2 separate regions of the Sus scrofa genome follow, and region 2 is linked to region 1. Evidence: chromatin contacts called from public Hi-C data. All regions are on one chromosome and are shown on one strand. The core of a region is the stretch at or near the end of the contact, and the rest is flanking DNA. Distances in the headings are between cores, read along the strand shown.

Region 1 (7,156 bases), core at 1,826-4,325:
CGAAAACAGGGTTAGAAGACCCACAACTCGACAGAAGGGAGTCCTCAAGGCCACTCCAAACTGGAGAACCATCTAAAGCCCATGACAGAAGGGCTCTTCCCAACACCCAAAGAAGCAGACCCTGACAGAGGAGTTTTCATAGTCGGGGACCACGGAGTGATGCCCCTGGGTCTTGACAAGGACTTATTCCCTCGGCTGCACTGTCTCCCACTTTCAGCCACCCTGCAGTTATCAAAAAGTGAACAGACAGAACTCCACACACCCTCAGACTGAAGCTCCAAAGAGAAAACAAGGAGTTCCTGCTGTGACTCAGTGAGTTATGAACCTGACGAGTATCCATGAGGATGCAGGTTCAATCCCTGGCCTCACTCAGTAGGTTAAGGATACAGCATTGCCATGAGCTGTGGTGTAGGTCATGGTTGTGACTCAGAGCTGGCATTGCTGTGGCTTTGGTATAGGCTGGTGGCTGCAGCTCCGATTTGACCCCTAGCCTGGGAATTTCCATATGTGGCAGGTGCAGCCCTAGTAAGAAAAAAAAAGAAAAAGAAAAACTCATAACAAAGTAAGCAAGAATGACTCCCCAGCAGATGAAAAAGATCAACAAAATTTTGGAAGATGGACAGTTGATGAATCAGTGGTAATGGACTTAGCACACCGGAGAGCTAAAATTCAACTGATTTCAGGGAGTGGGGAGGAGGCTGGGCAACCAGAAGCAGCCAGATCCCTCCACAGACTCCTAGTCAGGCCCAAGAACCAGAAGGACCAAGGATGAGTGAAGCTTGGAGGCTAAGATGGGGCTGAAGACAGGATGGGTAGGAGGTCACTGTCAGGATAGCAAAAGCACCAGCCGTCCTGGTCTTCTGGGCCTGAGGGCTTTCCTAGGAGGTAGGACCTCTGATGCCAAAACCAAGATGGCCCCAGGCAAAACTTTTGGTGACCCTACCACATATCCCACCCACCCCCATCCTGTGTGCCCATGAAATTACCCCTCCCACCCCAGGAGAAGGCTGGAATAATGGCTACTTTGCAGTAAAAATAAACTGGGTTGTGGTTCTACAACCCCACATCCATCAAGGCCCCCGTGAAGAACTTCCTGAGAATAGGGGGCTAAGAGCTTTGCCCAGGAAATATGGTGGGACACTCGGCCCCCTATCCTCACTTAGGACTCTTGGCAGGTGGGCTTATGCCCCCTGCCCTCCACAAAAAGTCCTGGCCCTCGCAGGAGATTTGGAGAGTCCTCTTTGATGACAGAAAGATCTAGAGTTACTGATGGTTGAGAACCCCCAAGATAATGACTAGATTGCCACCCAATCATCCTTTATGAAAAACATCAGGCCACAGGCCCTGCTCCTGCAGCTGAGCTTCCACTGGGGTTTTAGTGCCTCACTCTTAACTACGGAAGGACAACCAAGGATCACCATGCACAGTCACCAGAACTGGAGAAACGCTTTTAACAGAAAGGTAGGAAAAGGAGTTCCCTGGCGGCCTAGCAATCTAGAGTCCAGCATTGTCACTGCTATGGCAAGGGTCACTGTTGTTGTGCAGGTTCAGTCCCTGGTCCTGGAACTCCTATATACCACAGACCCAGGCGATAAAAGAGAAAGGTAGAAAAAGAAAAAAATTATAAAAAGATAGCCTCAGAAATCATTAAAATACCATGCTCTGAAGAATGGGACCTTTAAAAAAAAACCGATGCTAACAAAACAACAATAAAAGGAAAAACCAGAGGGCAAGAAAAGGGCCTGAGAACTTAAAAATATGATTGAAGGAATTTTAAACTCAGTGGACAGCTCAGAAAAACCTCCTCAAAAAAAGAAGCAAGAAAAGCAAAGAGAGGCAGTCACAGCAAAGTCCACGAGCAAAATGGTCACCGTAGCCGTCTGCGCCTTTGTCATCTGTGCACTTTCCGCATTTCCTACAGTGGACACATGTCAGTTTCACAGTCAGACGAAAAGTATATACAAATGACAGCGTCAAAAGCCTGTGACCACACGATAGGCAGCCTGGCAGGGGCTCAGGGCGGGGGTGCTGGGCTGGGGAGGGGGCTGCCAGAGGCCCCCTCATTCTCCACAGGCTCCCAGATCCCTGCGCAGCGGGAAAGGAATTTTCCAGAATCCTCCTGGCCAGGCCCCCAGTAGTTCAGGGCCTGGTGGGACCGTGTCTACAGGCAGCTGAGGAGGGCGCAGCCAGCTGGACAGGCACAGAAAGAGGAGAAAGAGCTTGGGTTCAGATGAGATGGGTCTTTTGGGGGGGCCGTTCCCTGGTGGTCTAGTGGTTAGGATTCAGCACTATCACTGCTGGGGTGTGGGTCCGACCTCTGGTCTGGGAACTGAGATCCCAGGTCAAGCTCCTGCATGCATGCTGGACAAAAATAATAATTATTATTATTATTATTATAATAAATTAAAAAAAATTTTTAAGGATGGGTCATTTTCCTCCACATCCACCAAGATGCCAACAAGAGAAGTGCCAGAGAAACGCCTGGGAGCTGCCCAAGTGGAAGAAGCAGGTGGGGTCACTCCTTCTGACTGGAGGGGGCTGGGGTGTAACATACTTGTCACTTACCAAGACCTCAGTCGGCGCCGGCATCTAGCAAAGCTGAAGCAGACGCCTTTTCTGTGCTAAGGCCTGGCTAACGTTAGCCGGACACCCGGTCCCGGACAAGGCCCGGCCCCAAGGCAGGCACGTGGGCAGGGACCCCCACAGGGGCAGTGGGGGTGGGGGGTCCGCCGTGGGAGAGGAGGGGTTTCAGCTCCCCATCACTCCTTCAGGCGGGAAAGTATTTGGGAGAAAACCACAAAAACGTGGATGCCCAGGATGTGGTTATTGCGCATCACGGCGCCCGCGAGGGAGACGATGGCTGTGAGGGTAGGAGGTGCCCCCTGCAGGCCTGTCATCGTCTCTCCCTTCCCCCGCACCCCCGCGAGTCCCTCGGCATCGCCTCCGCGATCCCCGGGAGGAAACTGAGGCTCAGAGAGGCATCCAGCGCAGACCTGCCCCGGCCCCCGAGGAAGCCTCGCAGCCTCGTTCCGCCTTCCAGGCCCCCAGGCTTCCGCCACGCGGCCTAGAGAAGCGTACATGTCACCCGCGGAGGCGACAGGGCAGGGCCAGCCGAAGGAAGTCCAGGGACACGGGCCCCTCTCCTCCGCACACCCGCTCCCCAGCCTGTGGACACTGCGAGGTCGCGAGGCTTGTCGCGTCATTTTATCCAATGTGGAGACTGGGGGAGGGGGAGAAAGAAGCGTCTTTTCTTTCTTTTTTTTTTTTTTTTTGGTCTTCTTAGGGCCACACCCGCAGCATATGGAGGTTCCCAGGCTAGAGGTCAAATCGGAGCTGTAGCCTGACGTCTACACCACGGCCCCAGCAACACCAGATCTGAGCCACTTCTGAGATCCACATCACAGCTCACAGCAACGCTGGATCCTTAACCCACTGAGCGGAGGCCAGAAATTGAACTCTCGTCCTCATGGATATTAGATTCATTTCCACTGAGCCACAAGGGAAATGTCTTTTTTTTTTTTTTTTTTTTTTTTTTTATTTTATGGCTGCACCAACAGCATGTGGAAGTTCCCGGGCTGGCAGGGATTGAACCAGAGCCTCCGCAGTGACCCTAGCTGCTGCAGTCAGATTCTTCACCTACTACACCACAGCAGGAACACTGCAAAGGGTCTTTTTTTTTTAGTTTAGAGGAGGCTTTAACCAATGGGGGGACCGGTGTGTGGGCCACCTCCGGGGGGTCCTCCCGGGGTCACTGGCACACACGGACGTACTGACCCCACCATTGCGGGTTTCAAGGCCTCATTCAGGGAACGGAAACACCCATCCGTCCATCCGTCCATCCGTCCATCCGTCCATCCACCTGCACAGGGGTACGATCGCCTCTCAGCACCACCTAATCCAGGTGTGAGGCCAGTGGCGCTGGCTCCTGCCCCACAGAGACAACCCACGACAGGGCCAGGTCATGAGATGAGCCGTTGCTCTTGTGACCTGGGCTTTCAAGGACAAATACAAAAACTTCTGGTCTTTGGGGTGTCAGGGAAGGTTCCCAGAGCAAGTGACGACAACAGTGAAACTCACCAAATGCGCTGCATGGAAACAGTCGGGGGGGGGGGTGGTCAAGAAGGAGACTGTTCCAGGCAGAGGGCAGGGGATGTGCTAAGGTCCTGAGGTCGAGGGAGGAGCCAAGGAAGAAGGAAAGGAGCTGGCCAGGTGTGAGGAGCGGCCGTGCGGCAGGAGACCCTCTGCACTCCAGTCTTGCAGTTCTTCGGAGGGTTTGGGCTTTTCCTAGACTGGACTTTGGAATCAGGAGCTGTGTCACCAAGTGATGCTGGCGCTTTTTCATTCCCTCAGGTCTTGATGTTGCCATGGGTTGAACATACAGAAGCCCAGTAGCTCTTTCTGTCCTGCAGATGAGTCTCCAAACCTAGGAGATGAGCTGTCAGCCCTGGAAAAGGAAGCCCAACAGCCCCACTGTGGGGAGGAGAGGGGCCTGCCGACAGAGAGGGTGCGACGGAAGGTGCCAGAAGGAACGCAACTGGCCCAAGCACAGCTGGATCCTGGCTCTGCCTCGACTGGTTCATTCTCTCAGCCTCGGGCTCCTCACCTGGGAAATGGGGACAATGACACCTACCAGCAGGATGTTGTTAGGACTGGTTAGGGAGGAAAACAAGTGTTGGTGGCCTGCATGGCCCCCAGTGGACCTGCAGCGTGACGGAGGGGGGGGAGCAGTGGGGAAGGACACTCTTTAGATCGGAGGGCACAGGAGTGGCTGTGAATGTGAGGTCTGGGCAGAGCCATCTCCCCAGTCACCCATGGCCCCCTAGCAGCCAGAGGGTCACGTTTCTTCTTTCCACCAGGGAAATGGCTGCAAGGACAGCACGCCCAGAACCACATCCTAGTCTATCTCTGAAAAGACAGTCTCCAAGCAAGAATGTCCAGGGGCCCAAGTGACCCTTGCTCTGACCCCTGATTTCAGACCTGGCCCTTGGGGTCTCTGGGCTGCCTCCCCTGCCCACCACGGTGACACCGGGAGACCCAGCTCCTTCCTATGCTTCCCGGGCTGCACCCAGATCTGGCCATAACTACTTTCTCCAAAGGATGACCAACCACTAAGGAAGGATGACAGGAACCAACAGAGACACCAAGAGGCAGGAGTCGGGTCTGTTGACACAGGGCAGGGTCTTGACCCCTGAGAGCCAGCTTCCCCTGCACCCCCATGCTAGCCACTGGCCTTGCCCGGGTGGTATTCAAGCATCCCACCTGTCCCGCCACCCAGGCTGAGGGCCTCTGTGTCTCCAGGGAGCTTACAGCCTGTGGGAGGCAGGGAGCCATCACAGAGGGCAGAGCTGTGACAGCCCGGGCACAGGAGCTGCTGGGGGACAGACAGCACTTGGCCCAGCCAGTGGAGGGGCAAGTCTCCCTGGAGGAGGGTGTGCTGAATAGTCCTTTTTTTGGGGGGGGGTAGGGCACACCCAGAAGTTCCAGGGCCAGGGATCGAAACAGCACTGCAGCAATAACCAGAACACAGTGACAAGGCTAGATCCTTAACCAACTAAGCCACAAGGGAATTCCATGAGCCCAGTCTTTAGAAATGAGTGAGCGTTAGAAAGAGGAAAGAAGGTTTGGAGCAGGCTTATGGAAACAGAGCAGCCTGGACCTCAGAGGCTATGCCAAGCAGCGCCTGTGTCAGGTCATATGACAAACACTGATGACACTCCTACTATGTGCCATGCACCAATTTAAATATTAGGGGATAGGAGTTCCCATCGTGGTGCAGCGGAAACAAATCCGACTAGGAACCATGAGGTTGCAGGTTCGATCTCTGGCCTCACTCAGTGGGTTAAGGATCCGGCATTGCCATGAGCTGCGGTATAGGCCACAGACGCGGCTTGGGTCTGGCATTGCTGTGGCTGTGGCTGTGGCTTAGGCCAACAGCTACAGCTCCGATTGGACCCCTAGCCTGGGAACCTACATATGCCGTGTGCGTGGCCCTAGAAAAGACACAAAAAAAATAAAAAATTAAAAAAATAAATGTTGGGGGATAAATATCCACCAACAGAGGAATGGATAAAGAAGATGTGGTACATATACAATAGACTATTACTCAGCCATCAAAAAGGCACCACGTGGGAATGCCTGCCTGAGGATGGAGCCCTCGGCAAGGCCAGGTCCCAATAACATCACCTGGGCTCCAGCGGCCGGCCATCGAGGAAGCTACCCTTAGTCTGCTTGGTCATAAGAATCTGCTCAAGCCATTTGAGCCGGGTTTCTGTCACGTGCCACCAGGAGCCCAGACAACTACTCCAACCTAATCAGTCCCCCTCTGACCATCACAGCTGAACTTCCCTGGGGGTGTGCTTTGCCTCTCGAACTAGACATATGCTCCTTAAGGCTAGAAAACCATAGCACGTGTTTTCAATCACCTGAGTATCTTAGACCCCTCTAGACCCTCCCTCAGTTCTCATTTGGAGAAGAAGCATTTACGAAGCCTTCACTCCGGGCCAGGCATTTTGCTAGGTGCTCTTACCTGTCATGGATCATCCCGACCTCTGAGGAACCCCATCAGGTGAGTATTACTGCCAAGACTCAAAATGATGAAGCCCTCTGTCCATGCTGCTCCTAAGTCAGTAGCGGGGCTGGAGCCCACATCTGCCCCCTGCTCTCAGCAGCCTCATCAGCTTGAGCTTCCAGACCACCTCCCAGGGATCCAGCTCAGGGTTCTGACTGTCATCAAAGGGGGCACGTCACTCCCTCAGGCTGACTTGCTTTTGGCCAGATGCAGGGAGGCAGCCGGCCAGAGCCAGGTCTGGACTCTGTGGACATCAGGGGCACCTCTTTGCTTTGGCTCCAAACCCGAGCGAGGTCTCCCACCCTGAGGTCCGGCCCAGTGGACCCGAAAACAGGCACCGAAGGCCGTAGCCGCTCTGTTCAGCCACCTCCAAAATCAGCCCGTCCCTGGGCCGGCCTTCTGCACCTCGTCCTGGCAGCCTTGTAGGCCACAGCCACCTCCGGCCGGAATTCCAAAATGTGCTACCACTCCAGCTGCCGCTGCCTTCTTCAAACTCCCTGTCCCCAGCACCCAGCCCTCCTACCCTCAGATTATTAAATATAACCCCCATTTGCAGGAAATATGCAAAAACTGTTTATCTTTGGAAAC
Region 2 (7,156 bases), core at 2,299-4,798, 120 kb before region 1:
TCCCTGATGGAGTTTCCGTTGTGGCTCTGCAGTAACAAACCCAACAAGTATCCACGAGGATGTAGATTCGATCCCTGGCCTCCGCTCAGTGTGTTAAAGATCCAGGGTTGCCATGAGCTGTGGTGTAGGTTGCAGATGCGGCTGGAATCCCGAGCCGCTGTGGCTGTGGTGTAGGCCAGCAGCTGCAGCTCTGATCCAACCCTTAGCCTGGGAACATCCATATGCTAGGGGTGCAGCCCTAAAAAAGAAAAAAGAAAAAAAAAATGTCACTGGATTTTCCTTGTCTTTTTAGGGCCGCACCTGGGATCCTATCTGTATCTAGGCCCTACGCTGCAGCTTGTCCCAGATCCTTAAACCACCGAGCAAGGCCAGGGATCAAACCCACATCCTTCCTCATGGATACCAGCCAGGCTCTTAGCCTGCTGAGCCACAAACAGGAACCCCAATGTCCCTAGGTTTCTGAAAGCAAATCTTTTCTTCACATGGCTTTTCCAAGCTTTCCGGCATTTTCTTCGACCCTCACAAAAGCCCCACAAGGTGGACAGAAAAGAGGCTATTTTGTAGACAAAACACACAGGGACACAGACAGAGGGGGCACATACTCAGTGTCACACAGGTGGGAAGAGGTGCAGCAAGACTCGAACCCAGAGAAGTCCCCAAATCCTTTCCCCTAAGCCTTTTTGTGTATTTATCCAACAAGTACTTATCAAGCACCTACTATGTGAGAGGCCCCGGAGATTCAGCACCAAGCCAAACACAACACCTCCCTTCTCTCAAGGAACTGGAAACCTGCCCATGGAGGCAAACAAACACACGCCGTGTGCCAATCGGCTGAAAGACATAAGTGGTGGAACCCACCAGATCCCAGACCACGAGCCCAATCTGATGCCAGGAAGCCCGTGGGAAGTTAACTCAGCAGAGTCGGGAAGAGGGTAAGGCAAGGGAGGTGCCCAGCGTGCAAGCGTTAGGGAGGCACTTTCTCTTAAGGGTGTGTACGTTGTGGTTCTGTTACCCAAGGGTGTGCAGGTAAATATTTAACCACGTGCTCCATGGAGAAAATGGACCTGCCCTGCCCAATTCCACGGTGGAAAGACTCTCACAAGACTCTCACAATGTGAAGTCACTTCAGAGTTAGAGAGATGGAAACACGTGCTCTTGGGAGCTGGCTGGGCTGGTGCGAGCTGGCAATGACACACCCCTGAAGTGACATTTAGGCTTGAGGCCTGAGGAGCTGATAACATTTGGGTCGGAAGGATGGATATGAGTTTGCAGGAGACCAGAGGCAGAATTGAGGACAGGTTTTTATAGGGCTGCGCCATCCAATACTGTAGTCCCCCGCCATATGTAGCTATTTGATTTAAATTTAAATTAATTAAAATGACATGAAATGAAAAATTCAGTTGCTCCGTGGCAGTAGACACGTTTTAAGTGCTCAATAGTCACATGTGGCTGGTGGCTACCATATCAGGCAGCACCGATTATGGGACGTTTCCAGCATCATGGAATGTTCCATGGGGCAGCGCTGTAGGGTCAGAGGGAGGGAGAGCATGAATTTCTGGCAAGAGAGGAGAAATTCTGAAATGGGAGGTGAAAGGTCATCTAAAATAACCTTCCTCCTCAACCTCCCAGTTTTACCCAGGGTCAGCCTTGCGTGAAGGAAGGAAGGACGGACAGACGGAGGGGGGAGGGGGAGGGAGGAGAAAGGAGGGGGGAGGGGGGAGAGAGGGAGGGAGAAAGGAAAGCCTGCCGAGTGCCTTGTCCACAGTGAGACTCCTGCTGGATGTCTTCTCCCTGTCATCAAGAAATTTCCAGCCCTGGCACAAGCAGGGGCTCAGCACGCACCACACAATTTGGACCACTTCCAAGGCAGCATTCGGTTCAGCTGACGCTGTGGGACTCAACCTACATCACCGTTGGCTGTCCCAGGAGCCCAGAGCTATAGGAATGCTCAAGGGCAGGCAAAAGAGGCTTAGGTCTGGGCTAAGACCCCGACCAGAAGTAGCTTTCTCTCCCAAGAGGGCGACTATGCATCTTCCTCGTTGGGGCATCAGCATAAAAGAAGATGACAATGGCCACAAAGGACAAAAGTCACGCACACAGAGGCTGGGTCAGGTTGAAGAAACCAAGCCCACATTTAAGAGCCACAGTGGCAGGAAGCATTGAGCAGAGCCCAGCACTGCTCAGGTCAGGGAGCGGAGGCAGGATTTCGACCCACGTCCATTCTTCTCCAGAACCCACGCTCTGCCCCTTACCCCACCCCCACCCCCCATCATCTTAGGATCCGATCCCTCCATCGCTTGTATCTCACTGCCCCAGCTCATGCTGGGACCTGGTTTCCTTCCCTTCCATCATATGAACCTTTCTTCTCCAAGCCCTTGTCACTTTCACAACCTCCTTTCAAAAGGACAAAGAAAAGCAACTGTGTTATTCTATGCTAAAGGGAAACTCATGCTCCTTCCAGAAAATAAGTCAAAAGAGAGCGAGAAGGGTAAGGGAGGACATCACCCCTACTTCCACCATGCAGAGAGCCACACTATGATGGGGTTTTCTGCGTGTGACTTTTACTTAGTTGAGTGTGGCTGTGATCACGCAGTAGACTCAGCTTTGAATCCTGCTTTTGTTTCATCATCGTGTCCTTACAAACATGATTTTCCATGCCAGCACCAATTTAAGGAGGCAGATAGACCATAGTTTACTTAAACAGTCCACTTCTGTTGGACATTTAGGCTATTTCCAGTTTTTCTTTCATAAATGACAGCTCGATTCACATCTCTGGGCATCAAGCTCTATCCATTTTTCAGATTATTTCATTGGGCTAGAATCCCAGAAGTGGAATTACTGGGTCAAAAGGTATGAGCATTTCAAAGGTTCTTGATGCCGACTGCCAAATTTCTTTCCAAAAGGGCTCTATCCGTGTATATTCCCTAACCTCTGCGTGCATTCCTCTTTCTCTCCTCTCTCACCAGCCCTGAGTTTGATTGTACAACTCTTTGCTCACTTTATAGGTGAATGTACTAATCCATTGTTTTGATCTGAATCTCTTTCATGATTTGGGTGGCTGATCCCTTGCTCAAATCCCAACAACCCTGGAAGAGTTCGATAGTGAACGAAACTGGGCATATCCTAAAGAGCAGTGTGCCTGGTCCAGAGGCTACCGAATCTCTAGGAAGGAGCTCGAATTTTCCTGGGATGTTGAGAGCCTGCTGAGGATTCTCTCCCTGCTAACTGTTCCCCTCACCGGCCCCCACCACCATCCAACCCCCTTTCTACCCTCACTAATGCCACTCCTCAGATACCCACGGCAAATTCCAAAGGAATTCCTATACACTGTGGTTTTTATAGCAAAAACAAAAACACAAAACAATCGAAACAAAACAAACCGAAAACAAACAGCCAGGCCAGGCTGAGCGGCAGAAGGCACTCGTGACCCGAAAACCAGCCGCTCAGCTTCCAAGGTTTGGACCGTAACTAATTCAAATGCAGTGGATGAAGACAAAGTCGGCATGCATCAGAGATGATTAAACAGGAGGCCGGGGATTTATCTGTGAAACTCCCCGGGTAACAGGAGAGAGAGGGGGAAGGTAGGGGAGAGAGGAAGAAGAGGAACGGGGCAGACATACAAAGTTGGAGGCTTGAGAAGCAGAAAATGAGGGCGAGGGAAGAAACAGAGAAACGTGGGCAGAGGAAAGAGGGAGCGAGGAAGGAGAAACTGAGAAAATTGAAGGGGAAAAAAGAAGCAGACAGGAGAGACGGCAAGACAGAGATGTGGATGAGGATTCAACGCGCTAAAATAAATGAAATGGGGGAAAAAACGAAACAGGGGCGCCGTGAAGGAAGCGCCTGGTCCCAGGGAGCGAGCAGAAGGGGAGGGCGTAGACCGAGGGGTGGGCTGCCGGCTGGAGAGGAGGGTCACGCGGGGCCAGCAGGGCTGGAGCAGATCCGACCCCACGAGCGCTGCGATCTCCGCAGGTCCAGACGAAAGCGGGCCGCTGGCCCGGCCTGGGGGCTACTCTCTGGGACCCAGGGAATGTCAGATGTGGGCAGCACGAGCAAGAGGCCCCACACATGGAAGGGGCTCCCCAAAGTATGCTGTGGAATCGCCCACCCCCAGCCCCAGAATCGGAGGGGATTCGTGCAAACGCACGCGCCTGGGCACCCCTCGCATCGGGCACCCTTTGCCCCCTTCTCTGCATCCTCTCCCCCGGTGGAGGATGCTGGCCGCGGCTCGCGGAGGGCCAGCCCATCGATCCCAGATGGAGACGCTAGAGGGCGCGCAAGGGTCGCTGCTCCAAGAGGAGCGGCCTCCGAGAATCAACGACCGGGTCTGCAGGGCCCAAGGTGCAGGGTGCAGGGTGCAGACGGCCCGCCCGCCGCGGGGTGTGTGGGGGAAGCGAGGGTCGCTGGCTGGGGTGGCTGTTGCCATGCAAAGAGATGTTGCGCACTTTAGCGGAGAGGTGGCACGCGAAATGAATCTTTGCAAGACTGAGACAGCCGTGTAAAATTAAGTGAATGGCCAAAAGGAGGACAGGGCTTAAGATGCCACTTAACCCAGAGATCCCGCTCCTCCAACCCTGGCTCTAAACGGCACCCCCAAACCTGCTTAGGACAAGTGGTCTAATCCCACTAGCACTAACCACTCCACATAAGACACACACACACACACACACACACACACACACACACACACACACACCCCTTTCAGAATTGGGGGTGGGTGGGTTGGGGAGAATGAACTTTAAAAGGCTTTTAAAGCAAAAAAAGAAAACGAGGGTTGTGAGAGGCTGAGGTACTTGAAATGATTTTTGTGTTGCAAATTGCTATGCTTTTACTGAGGCGCTGATGAAAATAAATGAAGCTCCTCTCTCTCTCTTTTTGCTAATAAATGAAATGAAAAAAGCACCATTATTATGCCACCTGCTTCTAATTCCTAATTGTGGTAACTTAATTCTCGGATTGTTGTTAGCTGCTTAATATCGCAGGCGCACCAGCACACACGCGTTAAAAAAAAGAAAAAAAAAGAAAAAAAAAAAACAAGAAGAGGACGTACGGAGGGCCGATTGGGTCTATTTTGGCAGAGGAGGTAGAAGGTGCACCCGCTTCGGTTTTTACTTCGTTTGATGACGGTTCCTATCGTGAAATATGCGTCTGGGAAGATTGGAAGGAGGAAATCTTTATTCTCTTCAGCACCTATGTGAGGGTTCAGAGGGTATAAAAGGGCTTCTGAACTGCTCCAAATCTGAAAAGTCCATGAAAAGTGGTCATTGATGAGATCCGCATTCTCTCCACGCTGAGATAGAATGTTGCACATTTCCTATAAGAGAAAAAGCATTCGTTTTTATAAGCTGGTTCCAAAGTGCCTTCTACGAACCTCCACGTCACCCAGTCCCCCAGCCTGGGGGTTGTAGCAGGTTCACTGAGATGAAAATCCTTTTCTATCCACAGAGGGAAGGGGTTGGGGGGTGGGGGGCCTCATTTAAAATTTTTTCCAGGAAAATAGAAATTACCAAATCCCAGTCACAATGTTGCCAAAGTCAAGAGCTGTACTTATCATATTATCTAATTTCTTGTTCAAACTGAGCTTTTTTGGGTTGGTTTGTAAATGGCCATTCTTATCACTGGAAGATTCTGGAGTATTGGACATACCGGGAGGGTATGAAAAGTACAAATTTAGGAGAGAAAACACTGTATTTTGGGGGTGCAATTCTGAAAGCATAGATTTTCTTGTATCCTTGCACACGTATCTTCTTCAGATTTCTGCAAATTGCATAAATGCCTAGGAATAATAACAATTTAATCAAGATCAGTTTGTCAGTGTTGCTACATCAGTCAGGAAGGCAGACTAGCCTCTTGGGAAACCAGATGAAATGGACCCGATGCTTATTGCCCTGGCCTCCTGGTCTTTGACATTTTCACCCTAGATGTTGTTTGTCTCTTATGAATGGAGTGTATGGTGAAAAAAATGTGAGCAAAATTGCACCGCAGCCAGTCTGGGGCCTGGTGAGGAAAGCAGCCAGACCCCTGATCTCAGTTCAAACCACCCTCTCAGTGTGGCAGCCACACGTGGCCATGCCCTCCCTTGACTGTGAAATCCCGTTCCAGCAAATGAGAGCGACGCCCAGCTCTCACCAGAAGGGCGACCAGCGGGAGCAGACAGCGAGATGCAGCAGAAACAGGTACAAGTTCACGAAGGTGGGAAGGCAGAATGGCTAACCCCGTGTCAGCCCAGAATCCAGAAGAACCAAAAGAAAACACTTGTGAATGAAAGAGCAAGCTCTCGACGGAGCCTGAGCAGCAGGTGCTGTTTAAATAACCAAAATAGGGTTGTAAGCAACAGCTTCCATGTTTGCCGGGTGCTTTCCTACGCTGCATGACATTAGAAAGCCGGGGTGTAAAGATACAAGCCCACATCTGCAGGCAGAGCCAGGCTGATGGGGAAGAGATGTCTCGAATGAACTTCCAGTTCAGGAAAATGTGCAAAAAGATTTGTTCTTTAAATCCTCCAGAAGGACAGAAAGTGGAAACTATGTGTGTCTGTGTGGTAGTGAGAAGCACAGATGAAAAGGTGAATGTTGATATCTATCATGACCAACCTAGAGTGTCTTATTTACATCTGAAGCTATTTGTTGCTGATTCTCCATGCAACTGTTTTGTCCTGGAATTCTCAAAGCTGAAGCAGAAGCATTTAAATAACCCTGTGCGTTTGTCATGCGTCTTCTAGAAGATGCGGGCACGCATGTGCATGCGTGCACGCGAGCGAGTGAGCACACACACACACACATAACCAGTCTCACATCTATGCACACAGGCAAAATGTACCCCCACCCCGCTTATCTGTACAAATCTCCGCTGTCTATATTCCCAAACACAGGAGAGTCTACGTATTTATTTCTCTCTTGCACTCGACGATGAAACACAAGTCAACACTCTTAAATGTCATCTTTTAATACCTCATATAAAAGGCAAACTTTTCCTAACATGCTTTCTTCCGATCCTATTTAATGAACTCCCCCGAATGCTGCCTTTGCCCAGTTTCATCTGAAGAGCTAAGGCACAATATAAAAGAAAAAAATTTTTGGTATTAAAAAAATGGAAAGAAAAAAGCAGGGGAAATATTTTGAAAGTCAATTAAAATTTTGTGTACGTTTTCATTTTTTAA

The links. Hi-C and Micro-C count contacts between places; a contact is called where the count stands out from the background.
Region 2: a Hi-C map of undifferentiated spermatogonia shows a contact between it and region 1, with 1.9 times the contacts expected there. The contact joins two enhancer-like sites. A contact is called at or near these places in 9 of 47 Hi-C or Micro-C datasets (embryonic fibroblasts, epiblast stem cells, fetal liver and 6 more).

The regions. Positions count from the first base shown.
Region 1 is chr7:117,775,445-117,782,600 of Sscrofa11.1, reverse strand. No RefSeq gene overlaps it. Among named protein-coding and RNA genes, the nearest start is that of PAPOLA, 100 kb to the right of the region's middle. Within about 2 kb of position 3,075, at least 1 of the 83 cell types and tissues checked has an H3K27ac peak or open chromatin away from gene starts, as enhancers often do. A contact at or near this core is called in undifferentiated spermatogonia, where this site is marked.
Region 2 is chr7:117,894,798-117,901,953 of Sscrofa11.1, reverse strand. No RefSeq gene overlaps it. Among named protein-coding and RNA genes, the nearest start is that of VRK1, 45 kb to the left of the region's middle. Within about 2 kb of position 3,548, at least 4 of the 83 cell types and tissues checked have an H3K27ac peak or open chromatin away from gene starts, as enhancers often do. A contact at or near this core is called in undifferentiated spermatogonia, where this site is marked.